2 separate regions of the Mus musculus genome follow, and region 2 is linked to region 1. The links are chromatin contacts, called in public Hi-C maps. All regions are on one chromosome and are shown on one strand. Each heading gives the region's core, a stretch centred on a gene start, on an enhancer-like site or on the middle of the called end of the contact. The rest is flanking DNA. Distances are from core to core; before and after follow the strand shown.

What was found. Hi-C and Micro-C count contacts between places; a contact is called where the count stands out from the background.
Region 2: a Hi-C map of uterus shows a contact between it and region 1, with 2.6 times the contacts expected there. The contact joins the enhancer-like site here to the promoter of Ppfia1 in region 1. A contact is called at or near these places in 9 of 39 promoter capture datasets (the C10 cell line, the HPC-7 cell line, cranial neural crest and 5 more), 1 of 484 Hi-C or Micro-C datasets (uterus) and 7 of 115 datasets of contacts at active chromatin or transcription factors (differentiating embryonic stem cells, embryonic basal ganglia, embryonic forebrain and 4 more).

Annotation. Positions count from the first base shown.
Region 1 is chr7:144,548,854-144,556,354 of GRCm38.p6, reverse strand. It overlaps Ppfia1 (protein tyrosine phosphatase, receptor type, f polypeptide (PTPRF), interacting protein (liprin), alpha 1), which reads left to right and starts at 2,626. Exons shown (of 32, transcript NM_001195086.1): 1 at 2,626-2,836; 2 at 3,822-4,085. The coding sequence starts at 3,822. It also overlaps the pseudogene Gm35626.
Region 2 is chr7:144,772,025-144,779,525 of GRCm38.p6, reverse strand. No RefSeq gene overlaps it. Among named protein-coding and RNA genes, the nearest start is that of Gm34964, 13 kb to the left of the region's middle. Within about 2 kb of position 3,260, at least 30 of the 459 cell types and tissues checked have an H3K27ac peak or open chromatin away from gene starts, as enhancers often do. A contact at or near this core is called in pre-B cells and uterus, where this site is marked.

The DNA of each region.
Region 1 (7,501 bases), core at 1,377-3,876:
CCTCAGCCTGGGACTGAGAAGCCATGCAACAGGTGTGGTGGTGAGTGGTTATCTTCACATGCTTGTGACATTTATCAGGAGGAGTTCAAAGCTAGCCTCTGCTACTTTGTAGCTAGTTTAGGACACTTGATACCTCTTCTCAAAAAAGGTGTGGTGCTTGGATGGGACTGGAGAGATGGTTTAGTGGTTAAGAGCGCTTGGAGCTCTAGCAGAGGACTTTGTCCATTTCCATTACCCACACCTGCATGGCGGCTTGCAACTATACGTAACTCCAGTGCATATATATTTACGGACAGACAGACAGACACTCAAGCACATGAAATTACACAGAGAAACCCTGTCTCCAAAAAAAAAAAAAAAAAAGAGGGGGCTGACAACGCCATGCATGATAGCACACATCTGTCATCCCAGCACGTGGGAGGTCGAGACAAGTGTGTGGAAAGTTGCACATTAGCCTGTCTCAAAGGGCCCTCGCCTCTAAAATAAATAAAATTCGGACCAGTGAGAAGGCTCAGCAGGTAAAGGCACTTGTTACCAAGGCTAATGACCAAAGTTTAATCCTTGGGACCCACATGATAGAAAGATGGAAATGTTTCCTGCATGTTGTCCTCCTGCCTTTACATGTATGTTGTAGTATACACATGTGTAGACATACACAGACACAGAGACATGGACAAATGGGATTAAAAAAACTAAACCACTGTGAGTGTTAGCCATGTCTCTGCGATCCAGAGGGACAATGGTCCTGTAGCTTCTGTTCTTCACATCCATCTCTGCTGATTTATGGTCTGCAAGAATAGGTGCCAATCAGCGGGAGCTGGGATTTCCACAGGCAGAAAGCTGGGGAAGAGCTCTGAGCATTAGGGACCAGCAGGATGACATCTCTCTGCGGATACACCTCCCCATTCACACATCTTGCAAAGCATGCACTGTTGCTAAGGGTGGTTACACCTCCCCATTCACACATCTTGCAAAGCATGCACTGCTTGCTAAGGGCAGCTCAGCTTCTTAGCTTGTGGTGAAACTTGCTGGAGAAGCATTGTTTTCTTTAGCTTTCTGCCATGCCAGCTTCATACATGTGCTGACTGTGGAAGAGGACCCAGTACAGTATGCCCTGTTGAGCTGTGTTTGGTCCTGGATCAGTTTCTTAGGAGATGGCTGTATTGGCAGGAACCTCTGGGGAGACATGAGCATTTTGTTTTTGTTTTTGTTTTTGTTTTTTGAGACAGGGTTTCTCTATATAGCCTTGGCTGTCCTGGAACTCACTTTGAAGACCAGGCTGGCCTCGAACACAGAAATCCGCCTGCCTCTGCCTCCCCAGTGCTGAGATTAAAGGCGTGCGCCACCACGTCTGGCTTGAGCATTTCCTCAAATCCAAACCTGAGATCAAGGCAACTGAGAACTTGTGTGCAGTGGCTGATAGTCCTTAAAGACTTTGCTGCTTCTATTTACATTCTGACTTGTTTTGTGGAAAAAGGTCTCATTATATAGATCGGGCAAAACTCAGAGATCTGCCTGCCTGCCTCTGCTTTCTGAGTGCTAGGATTTCAGGTGGGCACTATTGTGCTTGGTTATACTTGTAACTTGACTTTGTAATTAATTACTGACTTCTTGAAACAGGAATCTGCCCATGTAACCCTGACTGTCCTGGCTCTCTATGTAGCCTATACTAGTCGACAGTATTCTTGCCTTGGCCTTTGGAAAGTTTTATTGGCTTTTCAGTTATGGTTGATGATCATTTTGCTTTGGTTTCTGGACTATTTTATTGGCGTTAATTAAAAAAAAAAGTTTTAAAACAAGGTCTCAGTATGTACTCCTGGCTGTCCTGAAACTCACTATGTAGACAAGGCTAGCTTGAACCCAGAGATCTGCCTGGGTGCTGGGAATAAAGGCGTGTAGCACCAAGGCCAGCTAGCTTTTTATTTTTACGTGGAGTCTGGGAAATGGAACTTAGGTTCTAATACTTGCAAGAGTGACTGAGCCCTTACATTTTGTTGTTGTTGTGTGTGCGCGTGTGAATGTGAGCACATGTATGCACCCACACGATACATGTGTGCAGGTCAGAGGACAACATTCAGGACTATGTAGGTTCCGAGGATCTACTGCAGGTCTTCTGGGTCCTAGGGTTCGAACTCAGTCGTCAGGGTTGATGGCAGTAGCCTTTGTTTGTATTTTACAGGCAGAGTCTCCACCTTGCTGTAATTCTCCTGCCTCAGACTTCTGAAGGGTAGGCATAGAGGTAGAAGGTACCTTGCCCGACCTGTCAGCACTTTCCGGTTTTGCAGGTGGTCCGGCGGGACTCCCCAGAGGTCTTGGGTTTTGAGGGGGGGGGCGAGTGCTCAGGTGACGTCGGCGTTTGGGTGACGTCAACACACACACACTGGCGTGAGAGCACGGAAGCAGGACTGCGAGCTGCGCACACCTGCCAGAGATCTTTACCGGTGTTTCCACGGTCGCCCTGTCTCCGCAGGGGGTTGGCCTGCCGGGGGCGGGGCTAAAGCGAGGACTAGCCAATTGGATCTCCCGATAGACCGCCCGCCCACTACCGCGGATCTAGCGCATGCGCACGGCCCCGCGGCCAACCTCTCCCGCGGGGGGCGGTGCTGACGCTCGCGCCGACGCGCCGGACGTCGGGCACGTTGACGCCGGCGACGCGCCGGGCCCGGTTCTCTGCGCTCGCTAGTGTCCCGCGGCGGCGGGCCGGCCTTCGTGACGAGCGGGGCGGCGGGCCCGGGGGCCGGGCGAGGACGCAGCCGCGGGGCTGCGTGGGTCGGCCCGCAGCCGGCCGCCGCCCGAAGGCCGCTTCATAGCCCCGGAGCCGCGCCCGCCGGCCAAGGTGAGGGCGGGTGGAGCGGGCCGCGCTGGGTGGCGGGCCAGGGTCGGTGGGGCCGGGTCGGCAGGGTCAGTGTGCGGGGGTCAGCAGAGCCAGCAGAGTTGCGGCTAGCCTGGCAAAACGGGTTGATAGCAGTTAGGTCCGAGTTCGCTTAGACTGGCCAGAGTAAGTGAGGTTGGGGGCAGTGAGGCTGTGGGGTCAGCTGAGCCAGGCCGGGGCAGCGGGTGCTGCTCAGATGCACCTGCAGCGCCTTCTGCTTCATCCTCCACCCTGTGCCCTGACAGCATGCAATCTCTAGTTCCATCTCACCTTTTCCTCCTCCTCCTCCTTTTTTTTTTTTTTTTAACCTAGCCCTGTTGTCCCGACTTCCTAGATTCCCAGTGTGGGTATATTTTCTCTTTCTGTTCTTTTCCCCTGTCTTTGACTGTGAACTTATGTAAGTTGGGTTGGCTGACCAACCGTTACACAGCAGCAGGCCTTTGCTAAACACTTCTGTCCAGACTTTAAAAAGCCAATCCAGTTGCTTTTTCCGCTGATCACCAAATATCCAGCCCCACAAGTCAGGGTGCCTGCTAGTCCTTCCCAGGAGCTGACTGCACACATTCCTGGAGGATGCTTGGGTCCATAGTGCTGGTGTTTTGTCAGTTTCCAGTCTTCTTCTGTGGTTGAGGGACTGTTTGGAATCTCTCTTCCTGAGGAAACTGTCTTCAGCTGTTAAATGTGGATTTTAAACAGACCCCCACTGGTTGGAGGTGAGCATCCCAGCTCCTCTTGCTCCCAGGACTGTCTCCCCCAATCTGCTCATTATATTGACCTGTGCATGCTACTTCCCAGAGTGTGTGCATCCAGAGTGGATGATCGTCACGGATAGCTCTGGGGCTGTCAGCCTTTTTCTCATTAGCCACAGGTGGTGCTCAGAAAGCTGCAGGTTTGTGGAAACTCTTGTTCTGCACCTACTGATTGTGGTCTGTACCGTTCCTTTTTCAAGATGATGTGCGAGGTGATGCCGACCATTAGTGAAGCAGAAGGCCCTCCAGGAGGAGGTGGGAGCCATGGGTCAGGCTCCCCTTCACAGCCAGATGCTGATTCGCATTTTGAGCAGCTCATGGTTTCCATGTTGGAAGAACGGGACCGCCTTCTGGACACACTAAGAGAGACACAAGAAACACTGGCATTAACCCAGGGGAAGTTGCATGAAGTTGGTCATGAAAGAGATTCTTTGCAGAGGCAGCTCAATACTGCACTTCCACAGGTATGCCCATCAAACTGAAATCAAGGAAGGTTTCTGCCTTTAAATGTCTGCAGGACTGTCTTGTTAGTGTATTAGCTTGCTGGCTGCTTTGTGTAACCACTTGGGAAGTGATGGTTCTGATGTTTTCTGAGCACTGGTAAAATTCTCAGGAATTCAATTTAGGGGAAAAAATGGGGATCCACCAAAGCCATGTGACCACACCACTCCACTGTCATACCTCTTTGGGAAACTGCCTAGATTTAGGAAAGCACTTAAATGTTTTTGACAGGGGGCTATGAAGCAGTTGAGCTGTGTTGAGTGTCCCATTCTGTCTTAAACTTGTCCTTGTCTGCTGTGGATCTGTGAGGAGTGGATCTCAGGGTTTTTTTATCTTATCCCTGGTTTATGTCTTGTGGACTTCCAATTTCCTAGGGAAATCTTGTGGATAAATAGAACTCATTTCATGGGAAAAATTTATACAGGCTTTCTCCAGAACATCTGTGAGCTGTAACTAAACTTTGTTTCAGGGGAGAAAGGATTGAAAATTGAATCCTGAGGCTCCTCTTCCCAGGCAGATGAGACTTTCAGAGCTTGAAATACCTACTGTGTCCTTAGTATCACATTTAGATTGGTATGCTAGAGCCTCCTCTTTTGGAGTTAAGTGGTATAGGAAGGAGAAGGCAGTATAGCCAGCAAAGCCCAAGGTGAGAGGCAGGCATGTGGAGCAGGGGTTGCTTAGATTCCTGCTGACAGCCCACTTTACTGGTTCATGATGGGCGTCTCCTTGGTGCTCAAGGAATCTGCACTTACGCTCTTGTGGTGTGTCTGCAGATATCAGTTAGCAAGTCAGTAATGAGTGCCTTGATGCATCTCTCAGCTGTAAAGTCAGTTCTATGAGATGGGACTAAATGTTTGAATGTCCTTTTTAGAAACAGTAATTTGGTGTTAGTGTTGTGTGCTGAGGGGTTTTGTTTGGTGACTAGAGAGTTGTCTTTTCTTCCTGGAGTCTTAGGAATGAGCAGGTTAATTAGGTCAGATTCCGTTGCCTCATACTCAAGAGGCTTTCAGGAGGTCATGAGTCCTACTTGCTCTACTCTACACTTGGGTTTGTTGCAGCTCAACTCTGCATCAGTGGCTGGTCAACATTGAGGTTTTTGGAAAGAACAGGCACAGGGGAGGCAGAGCTGGTGGGTGTTGTGGGTAGTGAGTTTCAGGCAGTGAGAACTGTCTCACCTGTTGCTAGGTTGTGCTGGCTTGCTGCTCTGCAGTGCCTCATCAAATGTAGGACATGCTTGTGTCCACAGTTACATCATATCTGACCCGAGTCTAGTGTCACAGAGTAAACTTGTTCTAGATAATTCACTTCCTGGAATCAGGGTCCTCTGGTAGCTAAAAATGTGACCAGATGGGCATGTATGTTCAGTCAGTGTACTTACATTGGAGCATGCATGAGGACTGCACAGGCCACAAGTGTGTGCCTCAGCCAGCTCTCCAGTTAATGCTTGGGGAGCTTGGATCAAGGTATGGATAGGACCATGCCTCCTGTGAAAACTCTCCTGCTTCCTGCCATCAGTGACTGTCCTCCATTCTAATGTGGTCCAGCTCTTCACTACTGGTTCCTTTGCGCATGCTTGACTTTCTATAGGAAATCTGTATGTTTTGTCTTTTCACCATTCCCTGGACTTGTGAGATCCACCTTTACTTGCCCTGCAGCACTTGTGTAGATGGGCCCTGCCTGTTCCTTCTGCAGTCAGGACCCCTGAGGCTGACCCTGGTCCTAATCTTCCTAGGATACTTTTGCATTTGGGAGGTGCAGAACTAGCTGTGTGTGTTTCTGTTGGAGTGTTCTAAGGAGTGGAATTGTAGTGGACACCAGCCTCAGGAGTTGCTGCCAAAAGTGGTTGTGGTGACAGTTGGTACAACCACATGGTCACCCTCAGTATGAGGAACTGTTGTTATGTGCTGTAGAGCTCCAGGTGGAGAGATGGCTTCTTGACTGCAGCCACCTGCAGAGAAGTGTGCAGCAGCTTCTCTGCAGGTACATGAGGGAGCGCCGAGCAAGCTTTTAGTTCTTGTTTGTTGATTGGATTGTCTATTTCTAATTTGAAGGTTTTTTCTTTAAGATTTCTTTCTTTATTTAATATGAATACAGTAGTCTATCTACATGTAAGCTTGCAGGCCAGAAGAGGGCACCAGATCTCATTGTGGATGGTTAATGAACCACCATATATATGGTTGCTGGGAATTGAACTCCAGACCTCTGGAAGAGCAGCTAGTGCTCTAAACCTCTGAGCCATCTCTCCACCCCCTGATTTGAAGTTCTTTATACATTCTCTGTACATATATGTATAGAAGATTTGTTTGTTTGTTTGTTTGGTTGATTTTAAGACATGGTTTCTCTACATAGCTCTGGCTGTCCTCAAACTCCCTTTGTAAACCAGGCTGGCCCCAAACTTACAAAGATCTACCTGCTTCTGCCTTCTAAGTGCTGAGATTAAGGTGTGCACAACCACACCTCAGTAGAAGTTTAAAAAAATTTTTTTTAAAGATTTATTTATTATTATGTGTAATAGTCTGTAGCTGTCTTCAGACACAGCAGAAGAGGGCATTACATCTCATTACGGATGGTTGTGAGCCACCATGTGGTTGCTGGGATTTGAACTAGGACCTTCAGAAGAGCAGTCAGTGCTCTTAATCGCTGAGCCATCTCTTCAGCCTGAAGTTTTAAATTTTAATGTAACTCAATTGATTGATCTTGGTTCCTCCCACCCTCCAAGAATATTTAGTTTTGGTTGTGAGCCTAGCCATTAACTGCTGAGCCATCTTTCTAGCCCAAGAATATTTAATGTAGAGGCTGGAGAGTTGGCTCAGTGATTAAGAGCACTTGCTGACATTCTAGAGGACCTAAGTTTAATTCCCAGCACCCATATGGCAACTCATCACTTTCTATCTCACACCTTCCTTTGGCCTCTAATGACACTAGGCACATAGGTACATAGCTATACATGCAGGCGAAACATCCATACACATGTGTAATTAATGTGTATTAATCCATACACATATGTAGGCCAGGCTGGTGGTATATATCTTTAATTCCAGCACCCAGGTGAATCTCTGTGAGATTGAGGCCAGCCTAGTCTATATAGTAAGTTCTAGGCTAGCTAGGGCTACAGAGTGAACTGTCTTTAAAAATAAAAAATCAAATCCCCACCAAACCCAAAGTAATATTTATTGTGTCCTCATCAGCTAGTCTTGACTTGAGCTAGGGTGTGTCTCAGTGGTAGAAAGCTCTTCTGCTCCAGTGGTATCTTTGCCATCTTTACACAAATGACTGGATGACTGCAGAAGTTGTCTTGAGATCTGATATTTTAAATTCTTCACCTTTGTTCTTTAAGATTTTCTTAGCCGGGCGTGGTGGCATACACCTTTAATCCCAG
Region 2 (7,501 bases), core at 2,011-4,510, 220 kb before region 1:
AAAAAGAAAAGAAAAGAAAGAAAGGACAGCTGAAAGACAGAGAGAGACAGAGGTGCTGGAGACGTGGCTAAGGGAACAACGCACTTGCTGTGTGAGTGTGAGGACCAGGGCAGTGTCCTTTGTATTCTCATGAAAAGCCAAGCACACTTGATGGTCTATCTGTATCCCAGTAGCTGGGAGGCTGAAGCAGGGCATCCTGGAGCAAGCTGGCCAGCTAGAGTAGGCAAATTTTTGAGCTCCAGGCTCACAGAGAGATACCTTGCCTTGGTAACAAGGTAGTTGTTGAAGGAGAAGCCCGTATCAACCTCTGGTCTTCACGTACATGAGCACACACATGTATGTGCATATACACACAAGAACACTCATGTACACAACAAACACATACACATGAGCAAAAAGAGAGTAAGAAAGATCAGGGGTAGATAATGCCTGTGTGTGACCCGAGGTGCCTTGCCCCTCGAGGAAAGGGCTGTGGGTCACGATCCTCCTCAGGTTGGAGGGTACCACCCAGGGGTAGGGCTGCACTGATTCATCTTTCTGTGCGTCAGTTTCCTCATCTATAAGAAGCCACATCCCTGTAAGGGTAGTCATGAGAACTTCCCAATGTCATTCCTGGCCCGGGGAAGCTGGCTTTTTCCTGGGGACATTGATGTGGCCTCAGTTCTCAAGTCTTCCACAACCTGAGCTCAGCCCATGGTGCCTCCCCAAACCTGGCCTAGCCCTGACAGAAGGTTTAGTGGTGTGAAGAGAGGGAAGGAGCCATCGAGACGCCAGGGCCAGTGCAGGGCAGGAACAGCCAGGGTGTGTGAAGCAGTTAGCCCCATCTCTGCTATACTAGGGAGCATGGCTGGCTGGGGATGGGCAGAGACGTGAGGGCTGAGCTCAAGTACCAGAGGCACAGCAAAACTGCATTTTAACATGGTGCTAAACCACTTTAAAAATAGCAGTATATTTTGTTTGTTTGTTTTTACTTAAAATATTTATTTTATTTTATGTGTATGTATGCACAGCTTGTAGGTGCCTGAGGAGGCCAGACAAAGTCATTAGGCCCTGAGTTGTTAAACTTAAAGGCAGTTGGCGAACTGCTTTATGTGGGTACTGGGAACCAGATTCAGGTCCTCTGCAGGAGCAGTGTGAGTTGTTAGCTGCTGAGCCATCTCTCCAGCCTCATTAAAAAAATGTGTGTGTGTGTGTAAGAGAGAGAGAGAGAAAGAGAGAGAGCATGAGTCTGTGGGAGCAAGTGTGCATGTGAGTAAGAGTGTGAATGTAAGTATGCATATGTGAATGAGTATGTGTGGGGTGTGTGAGCATGTGAGTCTGTATGAGTGTGTTTGAATGAGTACATGTGAGAGTGTGTGATGTGTGTGTGAGTGTGTGTGTGTGTGTGTGTGTGTGTGTGAGTGTGTGGTGTGTATGAGAGTGAGTGGCGTGTGAGTGTGGAAGCCAGAGGACAGCTGGCAGGAAATACTTCTCTTTCTCCACCTTGTGGGTTCGGGGACTGAATTCAGGACGTTAGTCTTGGCCACAAGCACTTTTACCAGAGTAACCGTTTTGCTGGCTGAAATACCAGTATCTTAGAAACTGGTTCCAGCAGAATGAGCTCAGCCAGGGGCTGTCAAGTGTCAGACCTCAGGAGCAAATGGTGGTTTCTTTTGAGAATTTCAGTGGGAGGTGGACTTCAGCAAAGTCAAATAAAAATGATTCATGAACCTCACCCCACCCAGATCCAGTCATGCTCAGTGGCACTCCAGAGACTCTCAGCCCCAAGGTCAGATCCTCTCCATTCTCCATCTCCCTCCATTCAACCCCCTGGGTCACCTATCTATGGTTCTACCCTAGCACATACCCTCCCCATCATTTTTCTCTTTCTCTGAATCTGGATCTTTCCCCCACCCCCACCCCCTTCCCTTCTCCCTCTTGCTCCAGCCCACTCGCTCCTGGGCCTCTGCATGCTCTGGGTCTCATAAGTCCAGGATGGCCTTAAACTTGCTACGCACGCAGCTCAAGCTGACCCTCCTGCCTCTACCTCCCAAGTGATGGGATGACCGGCCCATGTCACCATCCCTGCTTTGTGTAATGCTGAGAATTGAACCCAGGACTTTGTGAATGCTAGGCGAACATTCTACAACTATGCTACATCCTCAACTCCACTGGGGGCTCTTAGAAAAATGCCTTATAAATATATGCCAGGTTCTTTTCTTCCCCAGGGCGCCTATTTGCTTGAAATGCCTCTCTCTCTCTCTCCTCTCTTTCTCCTTTTCTTCTTCTTCTTCTTCTTCTTCTTCTTCTTCTTCTTCTTCTTCTTCTTCTTCTTCTTCTTCTTCTTCTTCTTCTCCTTCTCCTTCTCCTTCTCCTTCTCCTTCTCCTTCTCCTTCTCCTTCTCCTTCTCCTTCTCCTTCTCCTTCTCCTTCTTCTTCTTCTTCTTCTCCTTCTTCTTCTTCTTTTTTTAAAAATAAGACAAAGTCTAACTGAACCTATAATCCACTTTTGTAGACAGGGCTAGTCTTAAACACACAGAGATTCCCTGCCTCTGATGTGAGCTTCCACACTTGCCCTAGAATTTTTTTTCAGCTGGTCCAAGCTTAAAAGTCAGAGGTGCCTTCCGATGACCCTTGCTGGCACTGTCTCTTAGACATGCCTTCCTCTTACATCACTTTCTGTCTTTCTTTGGTCTTTAAAAAGACCAGTGTTCACCAGCCAGGTTCCACCCTACCTACACTGAGCTGTCTTCTTCTGGGAGCCCACACTTCCTCGTCCTCAGCTCTTGCCTTACTTCCACACAGTGTTTCAAAGCAGATCATATATTTTGGCTTCTGGTGGTACCAGAGGCATAATGTTCTCTGTGGAGAGGAAGGCTGAATGGAGTTGGTGGCCCCTGTTCCTTCCCAGGCTCCTCCACATTTCCCCTCACCCCCAGAGGAGGTTCCTGGTCCCCCAGGGCATAAAGCACTGCAAGAAGTGGCTTAAGAATGGGGTGGCTCTTGGATGCTGGATGTTAGGGACAGCCCTGCATGGGTCACAGTTTCTTTTAAACTGTAAAGAGGAGAATTGTAGGACATAGTGGAGGGATGGATTAAAATCTAGCAAGTGACCAGGACAAACTGTGACCAGGCAGAGGCCCTGCCTCAGTGGGGGATGACCTGTACTATTGTCCCAGGTCACAAAACCCCACTAGGAAGGCCTCACCTTTAATACCCTTTAATACTTACCCAACAGTCCCTGACGGGCAGCTGCATGGAATAGGCATGCTTCACCACCAGGGGGCAGCACAGGCCCTCACATTGGCTTCCCTGGGGACCTAGCTGTCTTCTCACCGCCTAGAGTCCAGAGGCCAACTCCCCAGAGCCCGCCAGGCAGTTCTCAGCCCCTTCCCTAGTTCTCAAAAACTCCAGAAGGGACCCCACAACATCCTGGCCACAGGGACTGTGTCTGCTCAAACCACAGCAAAGATATCAGAGGCTCTGTGCTGTGGCGTTCAGGCCCCCTGGGTGTCTGACTGGCCTCCTAGCCTGCCTTTCTACATGCTCTGGCGTGAGCACACACCTTCTCCCAATGTACACTCATGCTGGCTCACAGGTTTGCAGTATAGCTCCTTGTGCACACACTCCTCCAGGACTCTTGGACAGGCCCTCAGTGTCATCACCAGGCTGCCCGGGCAGCATCCCCTCCCTGCTGAGGTGAAGGTCAGCAGGTTGGTTCCCCTTCCTGGTTGTATCTATCTTCTTCACCATGATCTTCCTCCCCCGGATGAAGCCTCCCTCTTAACACAGGACTCTCTCTCCTGGAGTGAATCCTTCTCAGGGTGAGTCCTTCCCCCAGGTTCTCCCCTAGAATGAGTACTTCCTCCTGCACAGGACCCTCTCTCCTAGAGTGAGTCCGTCTCAGGGTGAGTCCTCTTCGCCTGTGTCCTCCCCTGCAGTGAGTCCTCCCTTCGGACTCAGCTGCTTCTTCCTGGATAACTCCTCCCTCTCTGGGTCTGCCCTCCTGGAGTCCATCTTGGCAGCCAGCTCCCACAGATTTTCTTCAGTTGCTCTTACGGACTCACATTCCCCAGGAAGGCAGGGCTCACACTCTCCTTTCCTCACCCTGTGCCTCAGAGTTGCAGCTCTGGGGGCCTATGGCTGCCCTGGCTACAGGGTTTGAGCTTGCCCCTCCCAGCACCTATGCTCAAACCTGCCCCTCCTTGAAGCAACAGGTTCTGTGAGGTCAGTAGAAGCTCAGAGGCGTGGCCCTTCTAAATCTTGGTTGAGGGAAGGTGTGTGTGTGTGGGGGGCATTTGAAGGCCACCATTGTCAGTATAAACAGTGTTTTGGAGGCAGGATGCCAGTAATGGTGGCCTGCATACCCTAAGACATGCAGAGAGGGACTTGCTGTAGTCCCCCGCTCATCCTAACTCTCTGGATAAGGAAGACCCGGCACTTCGGTCCTCATAGTACCTTGGCTTTTCAGGGTCTCTGGTTGTCACTGTCTGTCAAATATCAAATGACCTATTTGTCCTTCAAGGAATAAAGCCCAGTGTCCAGAGAGAAAAAGAAGAGGCAAGCTCAGTCTGGGAGTGGAAATGGCCCTAGATCCAGAAGAGTCTTGAAGGGAGGCACGGCTCTAGGTGGCTGCAGAGTCCAATGTTGCATTTGGGGCCGTGTGGATCCTGCAGCCAACGGACATTAGACAGAACCTTTGTTTCAAGGACAGGGTCAGGAATGAAGTCCCTCTCTGGAAACCTCTATGCCCAGGGCCACTAGAACTGTGGCCTCAGGCACCCATTTCTGGGAGACTGGTGCCCTTTGGCCTCCAGGTCTGGGAGGGATTCAATTCTACGGTGATGAATGCAGTTCCCCAGTATTCATCTAGACTGAGGGTTGGGACAGACCTGTCCTGCTTGTGGTTTATGTCCCCGAGTCACTTGGCTGAGGGGCCGGAGCCAGGGTTCCCACAGCTCTCACTGATCCTGCAGCCCAGGAGGAAGGCTGACACACTAAGGGAAACAGCATCAGGCAGAGGGCCAGCACTGTCCCCACCACAAGTGGGTGGGGGACATCCAGGGAGTCCCAACAGGGCTGCCACCAGGGAGTTCTGGGATGGAGAAGAGGACAGTGTAGACAAAACCCTGGGGATAGAGACTTCTGGTGTGCTGGGAACACAGAGAAGCAAGTGTAACAGGAAGTGGTACCAGAGGGGGACTCAGATGACCTCTCTTGTGGAAAGCCAGCTCTTGGTAAAAGTCTCTTCAGTGCTTCCTGTCAGTTCAGCAGACTACCTGAGTCTGGTGTTCATAAAGAACAAAACTCTCTTCATCCTGAGGGCCAGGTCACCTGTGTGAGGGCCACTTGACAATCACATAGTCTTCAGGGTCCTGTGGGGGCTCAGCATCACCTGGAGGGAGGGCCAGACACCCCACAAAGCTCTCAGCACTTACTAGTGTCTAGAGTTCCCAGCCAGCCCTCTATTAACACGGTATGGGGCTGAGGTTTCCACACGGAGCCTTGGTGAGACACTCAAGCCATGTGTCTGGTGGACGGTCCTGCAAAGTGTCCTTCTAATCTTCTGACATTGCTGTCTTCCTTCGAGTGGTTCAGGGACCTTTGGGGCAGGCAGGGCCCAGTTCCTCAGTGTGACAGGGCTGGGCTGGCTCTGACTCCAGAGCCTCTAGGCAGGGCTGCACCTGACCAAACACTAGGAAGAGGAAGGGACAACTTAGCCCAGAGTCCCTTGGGGAATAGTGTCCTTGAGTTGGTTCCTAGAACTATGGACACTGGAAAAGCCCAAAGGCTGAGGCTTCTGGGAATTGCCTGTGGGAGACTGAGTGGCAACTGGGCAGGTAGAAGGTACCGCTAATGGCCTGTCCCCAGCCTACCTCTTCTAAGCAAGCACCTGGCCTAGTGCCCCAAAGGACCTGGCATCTTCCAGGCACCTGTAAGACAGCTCCAGGAGGCCACGGAAACTGTTGTTCTCAATAGCCAAGAACCAAGTGTCCAGGTCCAGTTCAAGGCAGGGTTGGGATGAGAGAGGCCAGTTCTCAGAGCCTGAGCTCCCATTCATCCTAAGAGAGACTCAGTAGGTGTCACAGTCCGAGTCCTGCTCCTTCCCCAGTGAGCTGCTTAGTTTTTGTCAACTTAACGCAAACTCCAGTCACTTGGGAAGAGGGGGCCTCAACTGAGGAATTGCTCCCATCAGAATGGCCTGTGAGACATTTTCTTGATTAATGATTGATGTGTGAGGGCCCAGCCTACTGTGGATGACACCATCCCTAGGCAGGTGGCCCTGAGTATAAGAAAGCAGGTCGAGCAGACTAGGAGGCACAAGCCAGTAAGCAGCATCCACCAATGGCCTTGGCTTCAGGCCTTGCCTCTGTTCCTGCCTTCACGTTCCTCAGTGATGGCCTGGGGCCTGTAAGCCAGATAAACCCTTTCCTCCTCAGTCATTCTCAGCCACAGTGTTTGTCACAGAAACAGAAAGCACATTAGAACACTGGGTTCTCATGGTTCAGTCCTAGGCCCCAACATCCCAGAACAGGACCATCATCAGGATGTCACAGCACACAGGGTTGCTGGTCCCCTAGAAGGGGAAAACAGACAGATAGACAGACTTGATGATAGGATCTCTGCCACTATGGAGTCAGGCTAGACCTGGGCAGACCCTTTCAGGCCAGCCGGTTCTTAACTACATCATGACCTTGACCTCTGACTTTCAGAACTGCCATGGGATCACCTCACAGTGGTGTACTACCACAGGAATCCTCCCACAGTTGTGCTCTACCACAGGAGTCCTCCCACAGTGGTGATCTCCCATGAGGTTCCTCACACATTCACCTGGAAGAAGGCAGGCAGGACTATCAGAAGGATGCCTATCCATCTTTTACCCCACCCCCGGGTGCCCTTTCTCTTCTGCTCCCACTGCCTAAGACATTGATTCTCATTCTCTAAGCCCAGACCCCTTCTCTCTGAGGCAGAGGCATTGTTGCCTTGGGCTTGCATGCTAGGTGACCAGTCAGGGTCTCCCAAGATGACTGAGCAGTGAGTGACAGTGTCTCTGGAGGAGCTAGAGGTCCCTCCGGGTATTGTTCAAGTATTGGGGCCTGACTTTCTGACAGTCCCCTGCTCGGCTCTCTCCCATACTCTGGTCTGTCTCCCAAGACAGCAGTTTCTCACTAGAACAGAGCCACACACAAGTCATTATGTTCAAGCCCAGCCTTCACCCTGATCCTGAGCATCTGTCATCCAAAGTGTCCAGGCAAGAAGCACTGAGGTCACATCATTAAGTAGTTGAGGTGCCTTTATCCCCTGAGTGTAGAGCCTCATGGCTGTTGGGCTGTCATGGATGACAGCCTGTGGAGTCATGTGCTGGGCCAGAAGTGCTGAGGTGCAACCTAAGGCCAGGGCAGCAGCCAAGTTCTGAGTCTGTATACTGTCTGGGAGCTTAGCTTATGCTCTCCATGTTCCCAGACACGCAGAGGTATTGGGATTCGTGTGACAATGCCAGGTTATGGGAGAGGGAAGCCAAC